Regions from separate parts of the Hordeum vulgare genome. Here region 1 is linked to region 2. The links are chromatin contacts, called in public Hi-C maps. All regions are on one chromosome and are shown on one strand. Each heading gives the region's core, a stretch centred on a gene start, on an enhancer-like site or on the middle of the called end of the contact. The rest is flanking DNA. Distances are from core to core; before and after follow the strand shown.

What was found. Hi-C and Micro-C count contacts between places; a contact is called where the count stands out from the background.
Region 1: a Hi-C map of leaf shows a contact between it and region 2, with 2.6 times the contacts expected there. The contact joins the promoter of LOC123445091 here to the promoter of LOC123445085 in region 2.

Annotation. Positions count from the first base shown.
Region 1 is chr3H:561,670,470-561,676,077 of MorexV3_pseudomolecules_assembly, forward strand. LOC123445091 (rhodanese-like domain-containing protein 4A, chloroplastic) reads left to right here and starts at 2,046. Exons shown (of 6, transcript XM_045122021.1): 1 at 2,046-2,764; 2 at 3,842-3,944; 3 at 4,036-4,287; 4 at 4,722-4,916; 5 at 5,363-5,560. The coding sequence starts at 2,118.
Region 2 is chr3H:561,502,861-561,508,495 of MorexV3_pseudomolecules_assembly, forward strand. LOC123445085 (TPR repeat-containing protein ZIP4) reads right to left here and starts at 3,329. Exons shown (of 5, transcript XM_045122015.1): 1 at 1,844-3,329; 2 at 1,567-1,756; 3 at 1,453-1,485; 4 at 749-1,369; 5 at 1-643. The coding sequence starts at 3,138.

The DNA of each region.
Region 1 (5,608 bases), core at 796-3,295, 170 kb after region 2:
CGCACTATCAGCGTTGTTATTTTTGGTACAACCACGTTAATATTTTTGCTACAACCACATTTCTATTGCATCTGTGGTCGATGTTTGCTACATCGCTACTTGTTTTTGCTACCATCAGTGATTTTTACTGCATGGTTCGATCTGACGGTCAAACAGGGTTCGATCTGGCAGCTCGTGCGCAACCGGCCGAAAATTTTGGGCGACGCGCCGGCACAAGTCAGTCCGCTTAATCTATCTCTTTCCTTTTCTTTTCTTACATGGAGAATTAACCCTCTCTCTCCCCGTAAAAAATATTGACCCAGTATCTCGTTGCAGCTTTTGTTTACCTTAACCAAAATCCTCTTGCAACAACTGCGCCATGTTAAAATTTGTCGTTCAGTACATATTTCACATTTTTTCAATGCTAGATTATACATATTTATAATATTAATAATTCTAAATAAAAGTGAAAATTGTGAAAAAGAAAAGAAAAGGTGAAATAAAGACAGAAAATGAGGTTGTGGTCTTCACGAGCTAGGCCGGTCCAGTCTGCGCGCTCCCTCGGGCTGGCCGTCCCTGTGTCTTAGCGAGACCTGGTCAAGCCTCGCATCGCCTCGTGCAAGATGGGCCTGTCCGGGTGCGCGGGAGGCCACGGCCTCATTTTTTGTATTTTTTCTTATTTTCGTTTATATTTCCAAATTTTCTAAATAAATATATTACAAAGAATCGTTAACATACACATATTGAAAATTTTAATAACTGGCATTTGAAAAGTGTTAAATGTATAGAAAAAAATTCCTCATGTATACATAAATATATATGTATAAATATAAAATATTCCTGAAAAAGTTTGAACATCTATTTCATTTTTTTAATCCATGCATTTGAACGAAAGTTAAACACGTATTTAGAAAATTTTAATCAAGTATTTGAAAAATATGAAATGTGCATATAAAACATGTTGACCATGTCTTATGAAATTTAATATCATATTTAAAAAAATTAATCAAGCTTTAAAACATGGTGAACATGTATTAAAAATATTAAACTTGTATTTGAAAAATGTTAAATGTGCATAGAAAACATGTCGACCATGTCTTAGAAAATGTAAAATTATATTTTAAAAAGGATAATCAAGCTTTAAAAATGTTGAACGTATAATAAAAAATGTTAAACTTGTATTTGAAAAACTTTAACCAAGTATTTGAAAATTGCTAAATGTGTATATAAGAAATGTTGACCATGTATTTGTTAAATTTCTATTTGGAAAGTGTTAAACCATTTGAAATATGTTAAATGTGTATAAAAATATTAACCATGCATTAAATATGCTAATCTTGTTTGTTTTGTAATATTTATTAGAAAGATGTATTATATAGTACTATATAACAAAAATGTGTATATATAAACAGTGAAAAACGAGAGAGTTGATGAAAAACGAGAAAAGAAAGAAGGAAAGAAAGAAAACTGAAGGGGCGGAAGCTATTCAAAACGTGAAAAACAAATAAAATTAAAGAAAACAAGGAAAAAAGGAACGAAATAAAAATCTCATGAAAACAGAGAAAGAAACCAAGACAACTGGTGAGAAAACAAGGAAAAGAACCCAGAAAACCAGTGAAAAACTGACTCATTCCCCTGAAGTTGATCGCACCCTACCATTTTACCACGAACCCAACAATGACTTACTGACTTGCAGCGGTACGGAACATCCATGAGATCCCGGATCAATTAATGGGTGCTCCCTTATTCTTCTCTATTTCTTTGAAGCCTGTACCTGTTACTGTGGATGCTTGAGGCAAGAACTCCTTCTGTCTCATTATAAGCGAGTTATAGCTCTCGCACCTCTGGTCGTGAGGCTGCCCTACATTTCGCGTCAAGCGAGACATAGATGCGCCAGCTGAAGACTCCCAGTAGACCTGGGCCCAATTCAATCGCGCTCTTCAGCCCGTATGGAACAGACATATGGGCCAAATTCGGCAATCTCCTCTCCTCTCCTCCTTTTTCTTTTCTTCCTTGCAGTATCGTTTTGTAAATTGTACGTACTGTATAATCCATTTTCTGAAGTGGAAAAGGCCGAGCGATCGGATAGAGAAATCCCGGGGCGCGGAGAGCTCCACCTCCTTCTATCCTTGCACGGCATGGCGCTCCTCCGCCTCCAGCAGCACTGCTCCCTCCTCCAAACCTCCACCTCCCACCTCCCAACCCTCCTCACGCCCCCGCGGAACCCTCGCAGGAGCCAACTCCCGCCGCCCAATGCGGCCAGGAGTAGGACCGCCAGCTCCTGCATGGCCCCCTCCCCCGCCGCGCGAATCTTGGCGCGGAATGCGGCGGCGCCCTGGCGGGGCGAGCTGCTGCTCCTCCTCCCGGCGGCCTGGCCGCTCCCGGCCCTCGCGGCCGAGGCCGACGGCGGCGGCGGCGGGAGCAAGGTGAGCCTCGAGTCCATCGTGCTGGCCATCGACGACTTCAACAACCGGAACCCCTTCTTCGTGGCCGGGGTGGTGTTCGTCTGGCTGGTGCTCGTCCCGCTGGCGCAGGACTACTTCAGGAAGTACAAGGCCGTGGGCGCCCTCGACGCCTTCCGCAAGCTCCGGGACGTGCCGGAGGCGCGGCTGCTCGACATCAGGCGGGGCAACAGCGTGCGGTTCATGGCGCCGCCCAACCTCAGGCTCGTCGAGAAGAGCGCCGTGCAGGTGGAGTTCGACGAGGAGGACGAGAAGGGGTTCCTCGGGGAGGTGCTCGCCAGGTTCCCGGACCCGGCCAACACCGTCGTATGCGTCCTTGACAAGTGAGTGCTCCTTGGAACCTCGATTGACGTACCTGCAGTGCTGAATGCTTAGCCATGTGTATCTATTGATCGAATAGGTCTGGCATCAGATCCTAGAATTCATTCGATTAACGTGCATAGTGCTACATGTCTTTTTATACAGCAGACTACTAGTGTACACAAGTAACACAACTTGGAAATTGGAAGTTCGGTGCAGGTGTAGTTAAACAACGAAATCAAACTATTTCCATGCAAAATTCGTGGAATAAAAAATAGACCCTAGGCGATTATTTGGATGGGCTGATAGTTTAGTGGTTGAGCGAGAATCGGCCGAGTGTGAAAATCAAGTTAAGACCAGTTTTCTCTCGCTATGTTCAAAATTGAGGCGGACTAATTTAGTATCGTCTTACTTACAACTGAGAACTGCTTTCGCATCAAGCTGACGGTGCAAGCAAATAGCATAGCCATGTTTCAAAAACATTGCCTTTTCTCAATTTTGAGCATAATCTGAATAATTTGGGACTATTTGAAATTAGCACAGATTTTCTCCCTGAAAAAAGGAAAAGACCCTCGGCCTAGAATTAGGACAGATCAAACTGCCGCATTGACAGTTCAAAATAGTCAGATAAGCAATTAGTCAGTTATGTTACTCGTTCTGCCACAATGAAATAAGTTCTCCATCCGTCTTGAATTACTTGTCTTAGATTTGTCTAGATATGGATGTATCTAGACATGTACATCCATATCTAGACAAATCTGAGACAAGTAATTTGGGACGGAGTTAATACAAGATAAGCCTCTTTTGCATCCCACGAGTCCCTATTCTAAATAATTGTCTAGACTCGACAAATAGATAAATAAATAGATAGATAGAAAATGTTATGTTCATGTTCTAGTGCATGTACCAGACTGCTAAAGCTGGATGCCATGTGAATTCAGAATCCAGATTGTGGCAGTTTTGCATTGGCACTGAATGTACTGATGTTGCTGTATACTTTTCATCATGCCAAAGCAACTCTGCTTCAACTCTTATATATCTCTTTGAACTTTATCATGCTGCAATCTTTTACCAACTTAAGTTTATGTTGTGTAAGGTAGCTTTGATGGTAATTCAATGAAAGTGGCTGAGCTCCTGTTCAACAATGGTTTCAAAGAGGCATATGCAATCAAAGGGGGACTGAGAGGCCCAGATGGTTGGCAGGTTAGTTATGACACCGAGTTTTAAGTAATAACGGCAGTTAAAAAAGACACGTACATTGTTGTTTTAGCACTGATATTAGCTATTTTCATAGGCAATTCAAGAAAACTATCTTCCACCATCTGTCCACGTTTTTCCACGGGAAAAGAAGAGCAAAACTTTAACGCACACTGATGTGAGCACTGAAGGAACAGGTGATCAGCCAGAGGGGAATGGGGAACTGTTGACTTCTCCTAACAGCACTTTAGTCAATACAAGCAATGGAACTAAGGATGGTCATGAAGAACCGAATGGAAGTGTTTTAGCCGCGAAGCATCCAAGGAGACCATTATCACCATATGCTAATGTATGACCCCATTGCCTTCCTACCTCCATACAGTAATTCAGCAGGCTCTAAATTTGATTTTCATCAAACTTCTATCTAGTCAACGGCAGTTATAATGTTCTTTTCAAAATAGTAACAACATTCAGACAGTTAATATACTATAGTTATAACTTCTCACTGCGCGCTATCATACTTACAGTTAACTGAACTCTCATTGTATTTACTGCTGATATACTATAGTTCTGTTTCTGGATATGCATGTCTCAGTTAGACAGTTAATTCCTGAAAACAATGGCAGGCACTATGCTCTGTCCTAGCAGGTAATAAACAGTTATAACTGCCCTGCTCAAATATTTTCATGCCTAAGTTGTTCAACAATACATTTTAGGTTTCTGTTTGATTTTATTTTTTTGGATCATGTTGTAATCTAAACACACCTTGAATTTATTATGCAGTACCCTGACTTGAAACCGCCATCATCTCCGACGCCATCCAAGCCAGGGAGGGCAGAGGGAAAAGAAGAATTACTAACTTCTACTGGCAGTTCTTTAGTCAATACAAGCAATGCAACAAAGGATGGTCGTGAAGAGCCGAATGCAAGTACTTTAGTCACTAAGCATCCAAGGAGACCATTATCACCATATGCAAATGTATGATACCATTGCCTTCCTACGTCCATACAGTAATTCGATGGGGTCTAGATTTGATTTTCATCAAATTTCTATCTAGTCAACGGCAGTTAAAATGTTGTTTTCAAAATAGTAACAACATTCAGACCGGCCTGACTGCGTGCCGTCATAATTAGTTAACTCCATTACAGAATCATCCTTGTATTTACTGATGATATACTAGAATTCTGTTTCTGGACATAGCATAGCCTTGTAAAGCCTTATGCATGTCTTAGCTAGACACTTAATTCCCGAAAACAATTGAGGGCGCCATGCTCTGTACTAGCAGGAGACTAACAGTTGACAGACTGACCTGCTTAAATGTTTTCATACCTAAGTGGTTCAGTGTCCAACGCATTTTAGGCTTATGTTTGAGATATTTATGATTATATCATAATCTGTTTACACACAATGAATGAATTATGCAGTACCCTGACTTGAAACCACCATCGTCTCCGACGCCATCCAAGCCAGGGAGGCCAGATGGGAATGGACAACTGTTAACTTCTCCTGACAGTTCTTCGGTCAATACAAGCAATGCAACCAACGATGTTCAGGTAGAACCAAATGGAAGTACTTCAACGACGAAGCATTCAACAAGGAGACCATTATCGCCATATGCAAATGTATGACTACATTGCGTTCCTATCTTCATAGAGTAATTCAGAAGGATC
Region 2 (5,635 bases), core at 2,079-4,578:
GTTCACCAGCTTCACTATGAAACATTTTCTGGAAGTGCTCAAGGTATTGCTCCATGTCTGCTATATACTGCTTCATGCTTTCAACATGCCGAGAGAGATCTAATCCCATCTTCATCCATTTTATACCAACTGAAGCTTGATTAAGCCGCCTAGCCAAATATGACTTGTTCCAGGCACTCGCTGCAAGCCACTGACCTTCCTCACATGGATATTCACCATCTCTCAGTCCAACCATGATCTGGTAGGCTTGTCGATATACATCATACACTGCATCACTCTTGCTACCACTTAAGTCTTGCAAGCCAGCAAGGCAGGCTAGGTTCCTTAGGGCAGAGCTGATTACCCTGTAGTCTGGGGAGTGAGAAGCAAGGGCGCTCTTGATGCTAGCCTTCAGGGAAAATTCAGCAACAAGCAGGTTCGGTGGGGTGCCTTCAGAAGCAGCTTTTCCAAGTTTGAGAAGATGGGACGGTGTGCATGCTTTAGAGGAAGCGAAGTTCTTGACTAGCTGGAGCTGCTGAGGATGTGTGCTGGTGTCCATCCTGTCAAGGAGTTGGTAGGAGTAGAAGGTATGAAGAAACAGAAAGTTGTTGGCATCAGCCTGATCAGAGGCGACTGAAACTGAGGGCCAGATCGAAGGTAATAGCTGCACACCAATACAACCGAATCAGAATAATATTAGAGAAAACTAAATCACTTTAGAACACACACAAAGGGGTAACTTTTGGTATTTTTCAAACCCCATGTTTACCTTGCCAGCTCTGCTGAGCATCTCAACACCTTTTTTAACGTCAGAATCCGACAAGGGAGAATTGTTTAGCTCCTCAGCTTTAAGCCTGGAAGTGACACTCATGATTAACGCTTTGCAAATTGTGGGGCGATTTCCATCAGCCTCGTCATTACTTGCACCACCAAAGAACTCTACTGCAAGCTCAAAGAACTCAGCACTAAGGTCATATTTCTGCTCCTTTGCCACCATTCTACCCATATTCCAGCTATTGCCTGCAAACCAGTTCAGTTCACGCGCCCCAACAGGTCCATTGCCAAAAAAGCCTTCCACGCCAAGGTCAGACATCCGTAGCTTGGCACGTCTCGAGTACTTCAGGATCTCATCCTCAGTACCTTGCTCACGACGGAGGAGCTCAATAAGAGTGCGGAGGACAGTAACCTCACGCTCTGGCATAGGCTTTCCGGGAGAATAGAGACCAAGAAGGAAGGTTAATGAAGCAACTGCTACCCGGACAGCCTTGCAGGCAATAGCCTCATGAGTTGTGAGCATTAGGAACGTGGGATTGAAGTCAATGCAACTCATCATGATTTTTATCTGCTTGATAGCCTCGTCCTTGTCGTTCTTCTGAAGATGAATTTTGATCTACACAATTCTTCTGGGTTAGCAAACAATACCAGAGTTAAATGAGACCCCTGAAGAATTAGCATGTATACTGTATTTATTACCTTCATAAAGGCACAGTGGGCGTTGTGTTCCACCTACAGATACACATTTTGAACCAATCATAAGAAGCAACAGGCAAGATTATTTAATGAAATGATGAGGAGAGTGATCAATACCTTGTCAGCCTCATTGACAAACTCATGTGCTCGATCCAGACGTTGAAGGGCTAGATAGCAAACCGCAAGGACTCGGAGGCATTGTGCTCGTCGGGCTCTGCTTCCCTCTTCACGGGATAGATAAAGCATCGACCTCTCAAACAAGTCCGCACATGTATCGTAGTTCTTTGCGTTGAAATGCTCGACACCGCTGTCCCATATTCCAAATGTCAGCCCCAGCAAGAAATCATCTGTACATAAAAATGCTGTAAAATTACTTGTGTAAAAGAGTGCAGACCAGTTCCACAGCAGTGTATGCATTGCTCCACGGTGACTGGTGTTGGCCGGGCCATCGAACAGTGCGACCACCCTCTCATCCGACACGAGCTCACCGATCGCTCTTGCGCGGCCAGCGCTACTGATGCCACCATCAACCACCTTGGTCACCACTCTCACAGCAGCAGCTGCACCTCCTGCGCGGCAACGTGCCGCAAGCGCAACGAGCACCTTGCGTGCAGCCTCAGGTCCCGCGGAGGCAAGGTACACCTCAGCGGCCCCCACGCATACACTCTCTGGTGCGTTGGCGTTGGCCATGATCCTCTCGAGCTCCCTCTCGGCCTCCGCCAAGTTCCCGGTACCAAGCCAGGCGTGCAGCGCCATGAACCCCACGCTCGGGTGCTCACCCGCCAGCCCTACTGAAGCCCTCGAGACCTGGATGCAGCGCAGGACGCCCTCGTGGTCCTTGGCTTCAAGACGCTCGAGGGCGAGATAGCGGAGGCATCGACCCTTTTGCTCATTGAGATTTGGGGTCTTGGGGCTGGCGCTGGAGGGGGAGGGGGAGGGGGAGGCCAGCTTCTCGAAGAGATCTAGCGCTTCTGTGAGGAGGCTGGACGCTCCGACGGCGGGGTCAGATGGTTTTGCGGAGAGCGTGGCCTCGCCGACGGACAGGTACCCCTCGGCGAGGGATCTGGTCCCCTTGGGGGACGCGGACGCGAGGGGCTTGGACCGGCTGAGCAGCGCGACGGCGAGGGACTGATCGCCCGCGTGGGACGCCGCGAGCGCCCGCGCGAGGTTGAGGTCGAGCAGGACGGACCGCTCCTCCTCCGTGGCGGTGGCGGAGACGAGCGGCGTGGCCTTCTCGAAGCAGGCGGTGGCGAGGTCGACGCGGCCGAGGCCGAGCCACTCCTGGCCGGCGCGGAGGAAGAAGGAGGCGGTCTTGGCGGCGGCCAGGTGGATCTCGTCGGGGCAGCCGGCGAGGAGGAGGAGCTCCGGCGCCGCCTGCCTGATCTCCGCCTCGGCGGCGCGCGCGGAGGGGCCCCGGGCCAGCGCGGCGGAGTTGGCGCGGTCGACGACGGCGTTCCAGAGGCGGGTGGCCAGCTTCCATATCTGGAGCCGGCAGGCGTCGGTGAGGGACGAGGCGGCGGAGCCGAGGTTGGTGAGCACGCGGCGGAAGTCGGCGGCGAGCTTCTCCGGGGGGGCGGGGTCAGAGGTGTCGTACTGCTCGACGTCCGCGACGACCCGCGCGAGGTCGGTGAGGTGGCCGGCGTGCGGCGGCGGGCGGTGGTACTCCGGGGAGAGCTCGGAGATCTTCATGGCGGCGGGGGCTAGGGTTCCGGCGGCCGGGATTGGGCGGATTTGGGCGGGAAGCGGCGAGGCGAGGCGTGGGGAACGGGGAACGGGGAGGGAGGGTTCGAGAACGGGAGGAGGAAGAGCACGAAATTTGAATTGCTTCTACCGTGCCGGTCCTTCCTCTCCTCGTCCCCCCGTTTATCAGAGTTCTTCTACTTGGATCAAATGTTAGAGCATCTACACTCTTGATGGACTAGTCCTTCAAACCCCCGCGGACACATCCGACATTGACCGGACACGCCTTAGGCTGCGTTTGGGACGTCGTATTTCTGCCAAAACCGCTCCGTAAAAGTTACATCTGTAAAAAAATAAGGGCCAGGGTCAAATCTTATTTGGAACGTCGTTTCCCACAGTAAAAATTACACCGGTTTTCTTGGATACATCTGGATTACACCGGTATTTGACACACCGCCCAGCACATATGTGTTCTTCCTCTGTATTCTCTGTGAACAAGAAGAGTTGGCGAGGAAGTGAGGCGCCGCGATGGGGAGGAGGCGAGGCGTCGTCGCCGGCAAAGTCTCTTCCTCCAGCCTCCTCTACCCGACGGCGTTGAGCTGGCTCATCCTCCCAAACAGCTTTCGGTGGGATGAAGTTATACGGGCGTAAACCACGTGTCACCAGTAAATTACGGATGTAAACTATTACGGCTGATAAAAATTTACACTGCTTCCAAGCAAGGCCTTACATTTGCCATTTTACATTCGCGTATTTTATATTGAATGTTATATATACATACTACACATATAATATTAAACTACTTTACGTGATCAACATTGGACAACAAAATCAGATGCAAATAATACACAAGATCGATTGCAAACGGACATGAAACATCACCTCTAACGATATAAGCAATGCGGAGGGAGGGGGCGAGATCAACACTTCCTCGTCGGGGTCTTTGCCCTTTAGGTCGTCGACGTAGATGTGGCCGTCCGCGGTCGGGGGAGGGTCTTGGTCGTCGTCGGAGGAGGTGCAGATGTCGCCTTCTTCATCATCGGAATCCGAAAAGGACGATGAGCACCTCCATCCGACGGACAGTCATGTCCTGCTCCCGCTTTAGCTTGGCGATCCGAGTCGCCTTCGTCGTTGTCTCCTTCGCCTCGTGCTCCGACTGCTCAATAGCAAGCCGGGGCGCCTTGGCATTTTTTCGTCGGAGGCGGCGAGCATCTGTCTCTGCCGTCGTGGGGGACCGGTGATACACCTATGCAATGAGGCGTTCATCGTCGTCAGGCTCTGCGGCTTCCCGCGGCGGCGGCACGCGGATTGCTACACCGCATCCCTCTCCCTAGCCCGTCGTCTCTCGCGGCGGGCGGCACATGCCTTTGATTCCGAAATGCGCGTGCGGGCCGACGGCGCGAGCAGCAGCACACGCCGCTGCCTGCGTGAAGGAGCGACCGACGAGGAAGGAGACGACGTGTGGTCGATGCAGATTGTGCTGTCCTGCAGGAGCGACGTGCGTGCCGGGAGGGTCCAGCTCCGACGTCCGCGCTGCGTCGGTCCGGGAGTTGTGGCGATGCTCCAGATTTGGAGTTGCGGCCGGTGTCCATCTTGGACCGCTCCAAGACAATGCGGATGGCGAGTTCCTCGATGTAGTAGACATTGGAGTCTGGGCGGCTGTCGGAGCTTGACATTGAAGTGGATGGGATCGAAATCGAAGAGGGAGAGGAGAGGACGGAGCGAGAGAGAATGAGCTAGGGTTCGAAGCGAGACGCGTGTAATAGCGTTTTTGTGAGATAACGATGGGGCGGTGGTGGGTCGAGCATGCCAGTTAGAACGTGAAGGACGTGCCCGAGCATGACAAGACCGTCCCATATCCGTCTTAGATTTGTGCTGGATATGACCGGTGCCGATCAACCCTGGCATTTGAGACGGGTCGTGTTTTCTTGACCAATCACTGATCGGACGGTTTGCCCGGACTTTTGAAGTATGAGGGATCCGGTTTGTAGATGTTTTTATTGTAAAAATTGGCTCAGCTCGCACCGGCCACTGCTAGACTGTTTAAAGGGTCTGCGAAAGTTCATTGTCCATGAGATGTCGGTCACTTTATTTACAAATTAACATGCGAACAGAGGCTCGGCCAATAAATGTGATGAATTTATTTTAGGGTCTTTATACACACCGGTCGCTGTTATACTGTTTAAATGGTTTGCGGAAATTCATTATACATGTGATGTTGATCACTTCACAAATTGGCATGTGAGCAGAGGTTCGGCCAATAAATGTGATGAATTTATATACACCCCCTCCAACAAAATGTAGAAGAGGAACGTATAACACTATTATGCACTACAAGTAGACATACGTATATCCACCTCGTATTGCATAGTCCTAAAATAACTGTCTTAACTTTGTGATAGCTCTAATATAAAATTATATTAAGCTTAAGACATTTATTTTAGGACGGAGGGAATACATTTTATGGAGAGGGAGGGTGTACCAAAGCACACCTTTTTATTTTATT